Linked DNA regions of Mus musculus: region 1 is linked to region 2. A link is a contact called in public promoter capture Hi-C data. All regions are on one chromosome and are shown on one strand. Each heading gives the region's core, a stretch centred on a gene start, on an enhancer-like site or on the middle of the called end of the contact. The rest is flanking DNA. Distances are from core to core; before and after follow the strand shown.

Region 1 (6,131 bases), core at 1,245-3,744, 120 kb after region 2:
CTTGACCAAAGGCAAGTTGGGGAGGAAAGGGTTTATTTGGCTTACACTTCTACATCATAGTCCTCCCACATCAACCACTAATTAAGAAAATGCCCTTCAGCTGGATCTCATGGAAGAATTCTCTCAGCTGAGGCTCCCTCCTCTCTGATGACTCTAGCTTGTGCCAAGTTGACATAAAACTATCCAGCACGCAAATAGAACCACTTAAAACAATGGTCTTGGACGACAGAGATACAATTGATGCTTTGATTAGTATTTTATGCTTCTGACATTTTTTGGGGGAAATTTCTATTCAGTCTTTCTATCCCTCACTCCTGCCACCGCTGCCCTATGTGTACACACTACTTTTTGACTTGACTTTTGGCCATCAAACTCAGATGCTGTCATGGTTTGAATTTGCTTGGCACAAGGAGTGGCACTATTTGAAGGTGTGGCTTTGTTGGAGTAGGTGTGTCACTGTGGGCGTGGGCTTAAGACCCTGGCTTCCTGGAAGTCAGTCTTCCACTAGCAGCCTTCAGATTCAAAGATGTAGAACTCTCGGCCGGGCAGTGGTGGTGCACGCCTGTAACCCCAGCACTTGGGAGGCAGAGGCAGGTGGATTTCTGAGTTCAAGACCAGCCTGGTCTACAGAGTGAGTTCCAGGACAGCCAGGGCTACACAGAGAAACCCTTTCTCGAAAGAAAGAAAGAAAGAAAGAAAGAAAGAAAGAAAGAAAGAAAGAAAGAAGGAAAGAAAGAAAGAAAGAAAGAAAGAAAGGAAGGAAGGAGATGTAGAACTCTCAGCTCCACCTGCACCATGCCTGTCTGAATGCTGCCATGCTCCCACCTGCCTTGAAGATAATGGACTGAACCTCTGAACCTATAAGCCAGCCTCAATTAAATGTTCTCCTTATAAGACTCGCTTTGGTCACGGTATCTACTCGTAGCAGTCAAACCCTAACTAAGACGGTGCTCACAGTTGCAAAGCAGGCAACAGAGTTATCTCCTCAGCCCTGAAGTGTCTACTTAAAAAATTTTAAAGTTACATTTATTTATTTATTTTTGTGTATGTTTGTGTATGTTTGTGTACGTGTGTGTGTGTGTGTGTGTGTGTGTGTGTGTGTGTGTGTGTAGGTCAAGGGACAACGTACTGGAGTTGGTTCTCTCCTTCTACCATGTGAGGTCTTGGTATCAACCCCAGGCCATTAGGCTTGGTGGCAGGTACCTTTACCTACTGAGCCACCCCATCAGTCCAAATTTCTACTTTTTAAGTAGAAATTATGCAATAAAAGGCTGTCTCAGCTTTTCAGATGGAGCATTTTTCGTTCTACTCTTCAGAATCATAGATTCAGGTGGTGGACGTCATCTGATTCTCTTTTGGATGATTTCTCATCAGTTGATCCCTCTCCATTTTCTATCCCAGTTTCCTTTGGCCAAAAGTACTAAACAACACTGTAAACATCACCCAGCTTCATACAGCTGCAGTAACCCAGTTACCGAGGTCGTGCTCGTGTGTGTGGCCCCCCACTACTGCTTCCACAATTACTGTCCATTGCATATTTTATACAATGAATACTGTTATTTATATATGCATAAAATGATCAAGTTTTTTTCTCTATACAAAGACATCCTCTTCCAGTGTAAGAGCGATGTCACTTGGAATGCCAATTCCCTAAGCCCCTTTACTTCCCAGGAGTGGATTTTGCAATTTTGGAAGCATTTATCAGAAGGTAATGCTGCTCTCTGGTGGTCTGCTTTCTCACTCTGCCTGAATCAGTCTTGTTCCCCAGTGGTGCTGTGAGGAGATGACACAGGACTTCAAACACAAGGCTGCCTTGAAGGGTTGCTGTGGATTCACTCAGCGTTCAGCATACAGTACTTCAAGGGGGAAGAGAGGTCGCTCTGAGCAGAAATTAAGTCCTAGATATGCTAATTACTAGGGGAACGAAGGAGACGTGAGCCCTCCTTCAACGAGTTTAGGTTCTCTGTTCATCTTCGTGGTTAGCCCTCCCCTAGCCCCCCAGTGATAGGCTTCAGTCCACATTAATTCTCTACAGTGCTGATGACTAACCAGAATCTCGTCATCCTCAAATTCAATTATGCATAATTTATTGAGTTCCCGCTGCGCGCCAAGTAACGTGAGAGCAGGAACAAGACAGTACCCGCTCTCGGTTCCCGACATTCTTAGATCTCCCGTTAACTGCTCTCTCATAGCTGTTTTTGTCTCACTGGCTCGGGCTGCAAACTTGTCAAAAGTAGTGAAAAAAAGTATTTCTTTATTTCATAGACTCCACCTTCTCTAGCACTTTCTGGGAAGTTTCTAAACGCCCTTGATACGGTAATGAGATATTTAGTTTTCCCGCGACTCCTTTCCCGTTCTGAACCGCCCTTACCTGGAATCACTAAAGGGAAAAGAAGGCAGCTTCTTGGCAGTTCCCGGGAGAAACGCTCCTTCGAGAGTAGGAGGTGGGAGTCTGTCTGACTCTTCTTGCTCAGGAAAATAAACCTCAAATTTCCAGCAACAGCGGGCTGGCAGTTGTTGCTAGGACGCGTCCGTTGCTAAGATTAAAAAAAAAAAGTCTCCTGTTGAGATTGACAGAACGCCTTCACCAATACCTTATCCGCTCCCCAACATTGTCTCTCATAGAAGGCTAGTGATTGGTTGTTGTGTTGTGACGTCACCTAACGTAATCCCAGAGAAGCCCAGTTTCCCACTAGCAAGGAAAGCACTAGTTCTCTGTTCGATTTAGGTCTCTGTTCTTTGCAGTGGCCCCTCTTGACTTAGGTCCATGCCTTGCCTTGCGTCCACTTCAGCCTTAGTCAAAGGGAAGTTCTCGTGGGGTGCGGATGGGCAGCTCCTAGGCCAGCCACCTGACCTCCCTTGTAGGGAGCAGGATGCATCTAGGGACCTGTGTAAAATTGGAGCGTGGAGTGGAGGTTGCATTCAGGTTGCCTTGGACGTCCTTGACTACTGCAGCACATTTTTTGTTTTGTTTTGTTTTTTGTTTTTTTGTCAAAGAATTTTGTATAGAGTTTGAGTCAAGCCGGAACTACAAGTCTCCGAGGGAAAGCTGCCTGGTGGTTGTTGGTTATTGTAAGGATCCTTTCATCCGACTGTGGGCCCTCCGGGATTATTAGAGTGAAGCTCATCTCGCCAGCTTTCTGTCTTTTCTTTAAAAGTACAAATTAAAACTGCTAATTTGTGATCTAGCAAAATTTAGCAAAGTAATGCAGTTGACCACAACAATATTTAAAGAGTTTTGTTTAAGACAGGATCTTACTGCCGTAGAACTCCCTCTGTAGGATGGATAGATGGATGGATCGATGTCACCACAGCTTAACTGAGCCAAGATTAACTTAGTGTCTTTATATATCTTTTCAAATTTCTCTCTCCCATTCTGTTTTCTTATTCTCCTTCCCCCTCTCTGTGTGTGGATCTGTGTGTGTGTGTGTGTGTGTGTGTGTCTTTGTGTGTGTTATGTAGGCAAGTGCCACCATGTATATTTGGAGGTCAGAAGAAAACCTCTGGTATTGGTCTTTGCCTTACACTTGGCTGTTGTTTTTATGTGTAGCAACACTGGGATTACAGATATGCACTACCACACCCAGCTTTACATGGGTCCTGGGGATTGCAACACAGTTCCTAACACTTGCAAGGCGCTAAGGCATCTCACAGTCCCGTCTTTCATATATCTTTCAGGTTCCTCCCCTAGGTGGTAGCATCCCAGTCCTTTTGTTGGCAAAACTAGAAGTCTGAGAGCCACCCCAGATTCCTGTTGCCCTGCCCAGAGCCAACCTATTACTGAGTTTTACCATTTTCTTCCTTGAATATGTCACTGGTAATGCATCTATAAGCTGCCTTCTGCCTTTTCCTCATTTCTGATGGACTCGTCTGTCCCCTAGCTAGTAACAACAGTGTCTGGTCATGCTCCACCTTCTCTCTAATTCTACGTTACCATGGAGCGTTCTGAATCAGGGGTTCAAGTCTGAGATCACTCTTTTTGCACATGTTAGGGTTGTGCATAAAAAGTTGTGCAAAACCTTGAGCACAACCTGAGAGACTGACAGCTGGCAGGTGCCAGGTACCTTTTTCTTCCTCAGTTTCCCACAACCCCTACTCGCTAGATGAGAGAAGACAGAGGCCTTGAAGTCCTCTGGTCTGCACGTGAGCACTTGGTCTATGATCCATTCTCACAAAGGGTTATTTTTTTTTTGAGAGTTTGACTTCTTTTCCACAATATATTCATGTTGATGTCGATTTTTAAAATGTGAAAAGTCACTGTTGACTAAGATAGACATAAACTTAATGAAAATGAAACACAGGCAGCCATGACAGGCTCATCCATTTTCTGCAGCCTTAACATCCTGACTCAGGAGACAGCATATCCCCAGTGGCCCCTGCTGGCTCCCCAAGGATGCCTCTTCCTCTTGAAACCAAGATATTGCTTCTTTTTCTGCCTCAGTCTGTGTACTTTTCTCCACCTTCGTTGGACCTTAAGGGCTTCATCTCTCCTTGCTCAGCCCAAGTGCCATCCCTTCTGCAAAGCCACATAAACAAGCACACAGCATTACTCTCCCTTGCTTTTCCATTTGACTATCCCACTGTGCCTCTAAAGTCACTTTACAGGGCATCTCTGCTCTCGGCTTTAAGGCTGGGGTAATACCTCATTAGCTTAAATTGATACCATCCAACACTGTTCCTGATACAGTCACACACACACACACTATATATATTATATATATGTATGTTAAACACATAATAGATACATAAATACAAATATATAATATATTACATATCATAGACAGTGTACATATATATGCATTATGTGTAAATATATAATTGCTTAATTGCTTATTTCGGTTAAAAAAGCAAGAGAAATTAACAAAGGCTTTTTTGTATTCCTCAAATGATATATTTTCCTTTGAAAAAATCCCCCACAATCCTGTTAGATTTCAGGATGACCATAATCTTGTGACTTGGCTGAGACACAGGGTTTGTTGTCATCTTTCCTTTAGACACACCCCAAGGGATGAGTCATAAGTCACAATGCCAAGAAAGTTAAAAAAAAAAAAGAAAGAAAGAAAAAAAGAAATGGGAAGTTGAGTGATTTCTTCATGCTGCAGATTCATGATTGACACCTTTGGTGGTAGTGGCCAGAGGACCGGGTTAGGATGACTAGTGAGCACCTGTGCACTCTCATGGATTAAATTTGCCTTAAACTTGAATGTATTCAAGCTTAGTTTTAGTTTTGATAGTTAAGGAACAAGGTAGTGAGTCACAGAATAACAATGGGAAATAACAGAGAAATTTCAAATTGAGTTTACAGCAGAAAATCTGGTAAGTCAGAGATAAGGTTTATTTTTTACTAATTTTGTTTTTTAAAGAGCTTGGGGTGGAGGGCTGTGAATAGACGGCTCTGTACCATTCTTCCCATAGGTTTGCTTAGGAGCGAGGGCAGGGGAGAAGGAGAGGAGGGGCCTTGTTTGAGCTCTGAGATCACTTCTAGGTTCCTGGGAAACTGTCTTAGCCTGTGCCAGAGGGAACAGGGGAACATCCCCCAGTGAATTCTCAGCCTCATTTCTCAGCAATGAGGAAATCAGCCAGAGAGGCCTGACTTGGTGGCAAAGCTGTAGCTATTAATGGGAAGAGCCAATTCTAATGTATAAACACCCATGTGTGAGGCACATGTGTGTGTGCATGTATACACATACACGTGCGCATGCCTGTGTGTATGCGTAGAGTCAGAGGGCAATCTTGGATCGTGTTCCTCACAAGCCAATCATAGAGGCATCTGAGACAGCCTGAAGCTCACTAAATAAACTACACAGGCTGGCTGTAATGCTCCAGGAATCCGCTCATCTCTGCCTCCCCAACTCTCTCTCTCTCTCTCTCTCTCTCTCTCTCTCTCTCTCTCTCACACACACACACACACACACACACACACACACACACACACACACACACAGAGGCCTGCTTGCATGCCACATGCCTGACCTTTTTTTTTTTTAGGTGTGGTGATTATAACAAGTAAAACTAAAATAACCAAAACGGAGGCATTCTTGCTGCCTTTGCAGAGTAGCTGAGCCCAGGGGGGACTCAGAATGACGATGCCCTGTCTGCCCCTGAGCGCGGGATCTATACTGTATGGATGG
Region 2 (6,260 bases), core at 2,204-4,703:
GGGAGACACAAACACATCAGAGTGTCTACAAAGTGACCAAAATGCTCTTAGCTACAGTCCCTTCCATGACTGTTAAATGAGCCCCGTGCTCAGCCTGTCAGTTTGTTCACTCCTCCCAGTCAGAGTTACTGCCACCCCAGCTTGCTTGGAGCCAGACTATCCCATGGTTGTTAAATCTCTGGTGACAGTGCCAATGCAGTAGTTGTCAATTCATGAGGCACCAAGGTGACTGCTAAGCCTCTGAGAGACAAGGATACACACTGGAAGATGTCTTGGCCACCCCCTAATGTCCGTGGGAATCTGCAAGATTAGAAAGAAAAGGAATCGGAGATAGTTGAACAGTTGAAGTCACCTTGCTGCGGTGACTGTTGCTGGAGATCATGACAGTTCTGTGGCTATGTCTGAGAACGACATGTTTACAAACCTTTTAGTGATATACAACACACATATAGAAAACTAGGGCTTACATATTTAGCATTAAATTAGATTTAATTTCTGTGACCCCCAAATAGAGTTAGAATTGTGAGTTAAAGTTCTCGAACCTTCTCAGGGTGACCTGAACTTCCCATCTTCCTGCCTGTACTTCCCATCTTCCTGCCTGTACTTCCCACATGCTGAGATTACAGGTGTGGGTCACTACACTCAACCTGTTCGGGGTGTGGGGAGGGGGGTTGGGATAGAATCCCGAGTTTTGTGCCCACTCAAAGCACTCTGAACTGAGCCATAGCCCCAGCCCTCTTCCCATCCTCAATTTTAAGCAGGGTTAAGTTTCACTGTGAGATGCTATACTGAGCTTGGTTCTTAGTGATGTCTAAAGCAATGTACAGCATATTACATTGGCCAGTAAATTTCATGACTCTTGAATAAGTTAGCAAGTTGAATTAAGGACAGAGTCTAATATATAGGTGTGTGTGTCTGTCTGTCTGTGCCTGTGTGTGTGTGCCTGTGTGTGTGTGCCTGTGTGTCTGTGTGCCTGTGTGTGTGTCTGTGTATCTGTGCCTGTATGTGTGTCTGTGTGTGTGTCTGTGCCTGTGCCTGTGTGTGCAAAGCTTATGGCATTTTAAACTCTGTTAACTACAAAGAATAAAAAGATTGTGCAATTTAGTTGGAAGGAAAACAACTTCTGAGATAGCGATCAAATTGTGTTTATAGAACCCATTATTGGCAGCTTTGCTATCAGTCATTTCCTGTGGGAATATTTCACTGTGGAATATTTTTATGCCTTGACTATTCATAAAATAGCCTTGGGTTCCTGCAATAAAAATATCCTAGCACCGTTGGTATTAAGGTCTGAACATCGTAGTGTAACGTTTCAGATTAAGTATTGAGATTATGTCTACAAGTTTTCAGTGTGTTACGAAAGAGTTTCAAAACAGCATGAGAACACTGTGGTCTAGTGGAGAGTTGAGCGACGGACTGGAAACTGAAGCTGCTTCTTGTCTATAACACTGCTGTCAACTAAGAAGCTTCCTCATGTAGTGTTTAGGATGCTGGGTTTACCCCAATACAACAAGGGATTATAGTTTCTGTCCTTAGGAAGTGGGTCAATTTTGAATTTTTTAAATAAAAGATACAAAACATGCATACGAATTATGTAAAACAAAAAAAATACCTGAAACAATCTGTTCCAACAAATATATGATAAAGATTTGTGTGTTTATACATGTGTGTGGTGTATATGCATGGTATATGTGTAGCATGTGTATATGTGTGGTGTGTTTGTGTAGTGTACTTGTGCATGGTGTGTGTGTGGTATATATGTGTTTGTGTGTATATGCATGCATGTGTGTTGTGTGTGGTGTATGTGTGGTGTGTGTGGTGTATGTGGTGTGTGTGTGTGGTATATATGTGTGTGTGTGTGGTATATGTGTGGCATGCAGGGTATATGTGTTTTGAATGTGTGCTGTGTAGTGATAAGGACTCTTGAAGTTTGGTAGAACCTGAGACCTAGTCTGTGTGGGAGCTGACTCCATGGTGAAGAGGAGGATGGGTAGGTAGCCCTTCAGCCTCCCCTCTGCATTCCTGTGTTTTGGAGTGAGTCTCAGGTCACAAAGCAATGGCTCCTCACCTCCAGGGTGTGGGTCTTGATACAATTGACTCAAATCTTTAGGCTTGAAAGCTTTGCCTTCACCTGAGGGGCACTCCTGTCAGTTTCTTTGTTCCTTTGTTTAGCTTTTTGAGAGAGGGCCTCAGGCTGTCCTCCTACTGCCTCCATCTTAAGCCTCCTTCCACAAGCAAGTATACCACCACACCAAGCCTAGCACAGGGAAGATTACACGCATACAGATACAGGGGGATGACTCCAAAGGCAGAGAGCCAGGCGCTAACAAACGGCACAGATCCAAGTGAGCTGAGAGGATGGAGCGTTTAGGCACAGAAAGCAGCTGGGCTTACATGGAGGACCATACTGGAATAAGTAAGGACCATTCACTCAACTACCACTTTTGGAGGACTTGAGTACCTACTAAGTGCAAGCATGTGCTAGATATTTGTGCGGTATGAGTGGCTCAAAGGTCATTCCCAATGCATAACAACCAAAAAGTATAGCTGAAATCAGAGATGATGGCAACACTGATTCTTATCGATCAGTGCCAGGCCAGGCAGGGTTTGGTATTGAGAGTAGGTATTTCCAAATTTCACCCTTTCTCTATTTCGACCCAGTGAACACTGAATTTCAGTTAGCATTTTTACATTTAAAAGCTGTAAACTAGCGCTTTTAGTTTGGTAGTTGTACCCGGGGCTCTTATCTGTGGTTCCATTTAACAAGTTTTGTTTGATCTAGGGATTAACGTTGGATGAGAAGGTATCATTTTTACAGAAGGAGAAACAGATTTGAAAAAGAGGGAACCGAAGTGATCTAGTACATAAAGGACTTTTTTTAAAAATTCCTTATTGAATAGGATTTGCTACAGATTTCTTTTTTATTGTTTATTTTTACGTGCATGGTTGTTTTACCTGCACCTATGACGGTTTACAACACGCATGCCGGGTGCCAGCGGAGGCCAGAAGAGGGCTTCGGAACCCCTGACACTGGAGTCCTACACCAGAGCAGCCAGCGATCCTTACAACCGAGCGACCTCTCTAGCCCCGCAAATTCCTTTCCAACAGTTCCGGGGAGCAGGGAACCGATCAGAACATCTTGGGGACAACGCTCCTGTGAGATACACCTGCACTCGCACTTGGTCGGTCCAAACAGTCTTTGTTACTCTCAAGCTAGGACTTGCTGCACCGGAGCCCCGCCTCGCGCAGGGGGCAGCGGGGAGGGGCCGGGGCGGTTGGCGGGGTGGCAGCCCGACCCGCTCCACCTTTCCCTCTCTGCAGCCGCGCAGGCCCCGCCCCCGGAGCGCCCACCTCGGGAACGCCGCGTGTTGGCCCGCGCGCCCCGTCGCGGCTCTAGTTCCGGGGCATGCGCGCTGCGGCGCCCGCGCCCCCCTCTACCGACCCGCCGCTGCCGAGTTATGCCAAGTATGTGAGGAGCTGGCGAGGACCGGCCGTGGTCATGGAGAGCCGCCGCCTCCGCCCGCGCGGGACTCGGAGCCCGCCCCGCGCCCCGGGCGAGCCGGGCTGCTGAGGGCGGCGCTCATGGCGGAGCCCCTGCGGAGGACGCTCGGCCGGCTCCGAGAGCGGCACGCTCCCGGCGCGCTCGGGCTGCACGCGGACTCCGTGGCGGCCTCGCTCTCCGAGGGACGCTCGCCGCCCCACGAGCTCGCGGGCCCCGGTATGGAGCGGCCCGCATGGGGGACCGAGCAGCCGGGCGCGCGGGTGCCATGGTCTCGCGGGGCGCAGGAGGCCGCCGCTCTGGGCCGCGCGCTTGCTCGCGCCTCCCCAGGCGCCTGGGGCAGCGGCGACGACGACGGGGAGGACGAGGGCGCCGACTACTACGAGAACCTGCCGGCGGGCTGCGCGCCCGAGGGGGCGGAGGCGCTGCGGGCCTCGCCTTCCCGAGCGCCGGGCTCCTCCCCGGGGATGGAGGGCGGCCGCCTGGAGACGGGCAGGCTGCAGACCCAGTTGCGAGAGGCCTATTATCTGCTGATCCAGGCCATGCACGACCTACCCCCTGACTCGGGCACGCGGCGGGGCGGACCCGCGGGAGCCCGGGCTCAGGGCCAGCAGCCGCCTCTCCCCCGCGGCGCAGCCGTGCGCCCAGCCTGCAGCCTCCGAGGCGGCGACCGCCCTCCGCAGCAGGTGTCCCCGCCCCGGTCGCCTCCGACGGAGTCGAGAGAGGGACGGCCTCCCAGTCCTCGGATACAACTGTCCAGTTGCAGAAGTCTCGAGAGCCTCCGCGTGAGCCGGCGGCCGCCTCTGCTCCAGCGGTGGGCGAGCGACAGCTGCATCAGGTGCGGTGCGCACCGGGACAGGGACGAGCCCCAGCCACGTGGAGGTGGGATGGACGGCTGGAGCCCGGGCAGCCACAGGGCTGCTACGTCCGCCGCTCTCCTGCCTCCCATCTGCCATGACCCCAGCGGGTCCTCGGGACGACCCTTTAAGGATCCTGTGGGGACCTCTGTGATATCCAGCAGCCAAGAGGACCATCCGGAGGATCTTCCCCTCAAGCCACCTGCGGTGACTGTCAAGAAACTGCAGAAGTGGATGTACAAAGGACGTCTGCTGTCCCTGGGGATGAAGGGTCGCGATCGCGGGACAGCACCCAAAGTTCCCGGAGCGCAGACAACCTCTCCAAATTTGGGCAGTTGGAAAGTGCATGAAAACCACGTCCTCTCGGTGACAACGGACCAAAGAATCACACTGACAGGTAGGACACTTTGCAGTCAATATGCTAAGCAGCGCCCTGAGCCTCTAGTGTGGTGGTTTTCAGCCTTTCTGATGCTGTGACCCTTGAATCTAGTTCCTCATGTTTGGTGCCCCCGACCATAAAATTATGTTCGTTGCTACTTCATAACTGTAATTTTGCCACTGTTATGAGACGTCATGCAAATATCTGTGTTTTCCAATGGTCTTAGGCGACCCCAGTGAAAAATTAGTTCAGTCACCACAGGGGTCGAGACCCTCAGGTTGAGAACCACTGGTGTACTGTTTCCCGAGTGGGCTTCTGCGGGTCTCGGGTCGCTGCTAATGTCATACATTAAATCTTGTGGTCTTTGCGCCCCCTCCCTTCCCCTCCTCCCTCTCTCCTGCTTCCTGCTTTTTCCTTCTTTCCCTTTTCGGATTTTTTGTTTTTCTCTTCTCCAAGAGTCAGCGTGCTCCCTCCCTTAGGACAACAGTGAATGAAGGTTTTAAGTCCTTTACATGCATTTAATGTAGGTTTTGATGCGGGAGGAGGGGGGCGCTATTTTAATTTTTTTCTTTTCTTTTCTGTAGCTCTAGGCAAACTCAAAGACTTGGGAAGTTTGTGAGTCTGAATTCGATCCAAGGTAGAATTTTATAGGCTTCATAAACTGTCATTTTACTTATTAGGCTGTTTTTCTTCTCACCCAGGCACCGCACATACTTGAGCTTAGACATTCACGTGAGCACGCGCTCTCTCGGGCTCTCTCTCTCTCTCTCTCTCTCTCTCTCTCTCTCTCTCTTAATCCAAAGCTAGGATTTCGTTCTCTTGTAGAACACCTATGATACTGGTTTGTAAAGAAAGTAAATGTCACTCAGGGCCAAGTGCAAGCACCTAAGTCCACTTGAAAACTTAGAAAACACTATTTATAGTAGAAAAAAAATTTTTTAAGTCTGGTTGTCCTTATATAGTATGCAAAATCTTTGGTTTGCTATGTGCATGTTTTTAAATTCTCAGAGGGTCTAGTTTTAGAAATCTCTGAATTTTGTTGTAAATATCAAAATTCTCTGGTGAATCAAAACCATGTGGCATCTTGACACCCCCTTAAAGACAGAAACTTTCAGTGAGGAGTTTTAAAAATAGTTAAGTGCTGGAAGAATTTGAGGGTTTCCTGGAAGAATACACACCCAGCCCAGCTGTGGTGGCCCAGGCCTTTCATCCTAGCACTCTGGAGGCAGAGACAGGTGCATCTCTGCAAGTTCAAGGCCAGTGTGGCCTACAGAGTAAGACCCTGTTTTTTTTTTAAAAAAGGGAAAAAAAGATCACATGTCTCTCTGAATTACTGCACAGTAACTTGAAATTATAAACACAAATGTGGGGAGAAATCCAAGTTCTAACTAAAATATGATTTTATATGATTTATAGACATTATACATTAAACAATAGATTCTAATTCTATTTCACCTGAATAAAGAGATAGTAGACAAGTCTTTGTGAAGAGAGATGCACTTTTCCAAGCTCACATCAAAATCTA

Evidence for each region. Promoter capture Hi-C pulls out the DNA fragments that hold promoters and counts their contacts.
Region 1: a contact with region 2 is called in a promoter capture Hi-C map of neural stem cells. The contact joins the promoter of Wdr63 here to the promoter of Syde2 in region 2. A contact is called at or near these places in 1 of 39 promoter capture datasets (neural stem cells), 1 of 15 datasets of contacts at CTCF or cohesin (the NIH/3T3 cell line), 5 of 484 Hi-C or Micro-C datasets (cortical neurons, embryonic stem cells, liver and 2 more), 2 of 115 datasets of contacts at active chromatin or transcription factors (embryonic stem cells and forebrain) and 3 of 9 other capture datasets (adipose tissue, liver and pancreatic islet).

Annotation. Positions count from the first base shown.
Region 1 is chr3:146,105,542-146,111,672 of GRCm38.p6, forward strand. It overlaps Wdr63 (WD repeat domain 63), which reads right to left and starts at 2,495. Exons shown (of 23, transcript NM_172864.3): 1 at 2,372-2,495. It also overlaps a transcript of Mcoln3 not described here.
Region 2 is chr3:145,984,417-145,990,676 of GRCm38.p6, forward strand. It overlaps Syde2 (synapse defective 1, Rho GTPase, homolog 2 (C. elegans)), which reads left to right and starts at 3,454. Exons shown (of 7, transcript NM_001166064.1): 1 at 3,454-4,753. The coding sequence starts at 3,583. It overlaps Gm35352 (a long non-coding RNA gene), which reads right to left and starts at 3,079. Exons shown (of 3, transcript XR_376174.3): 1 at 2,956-3,079; 2 at 258-300.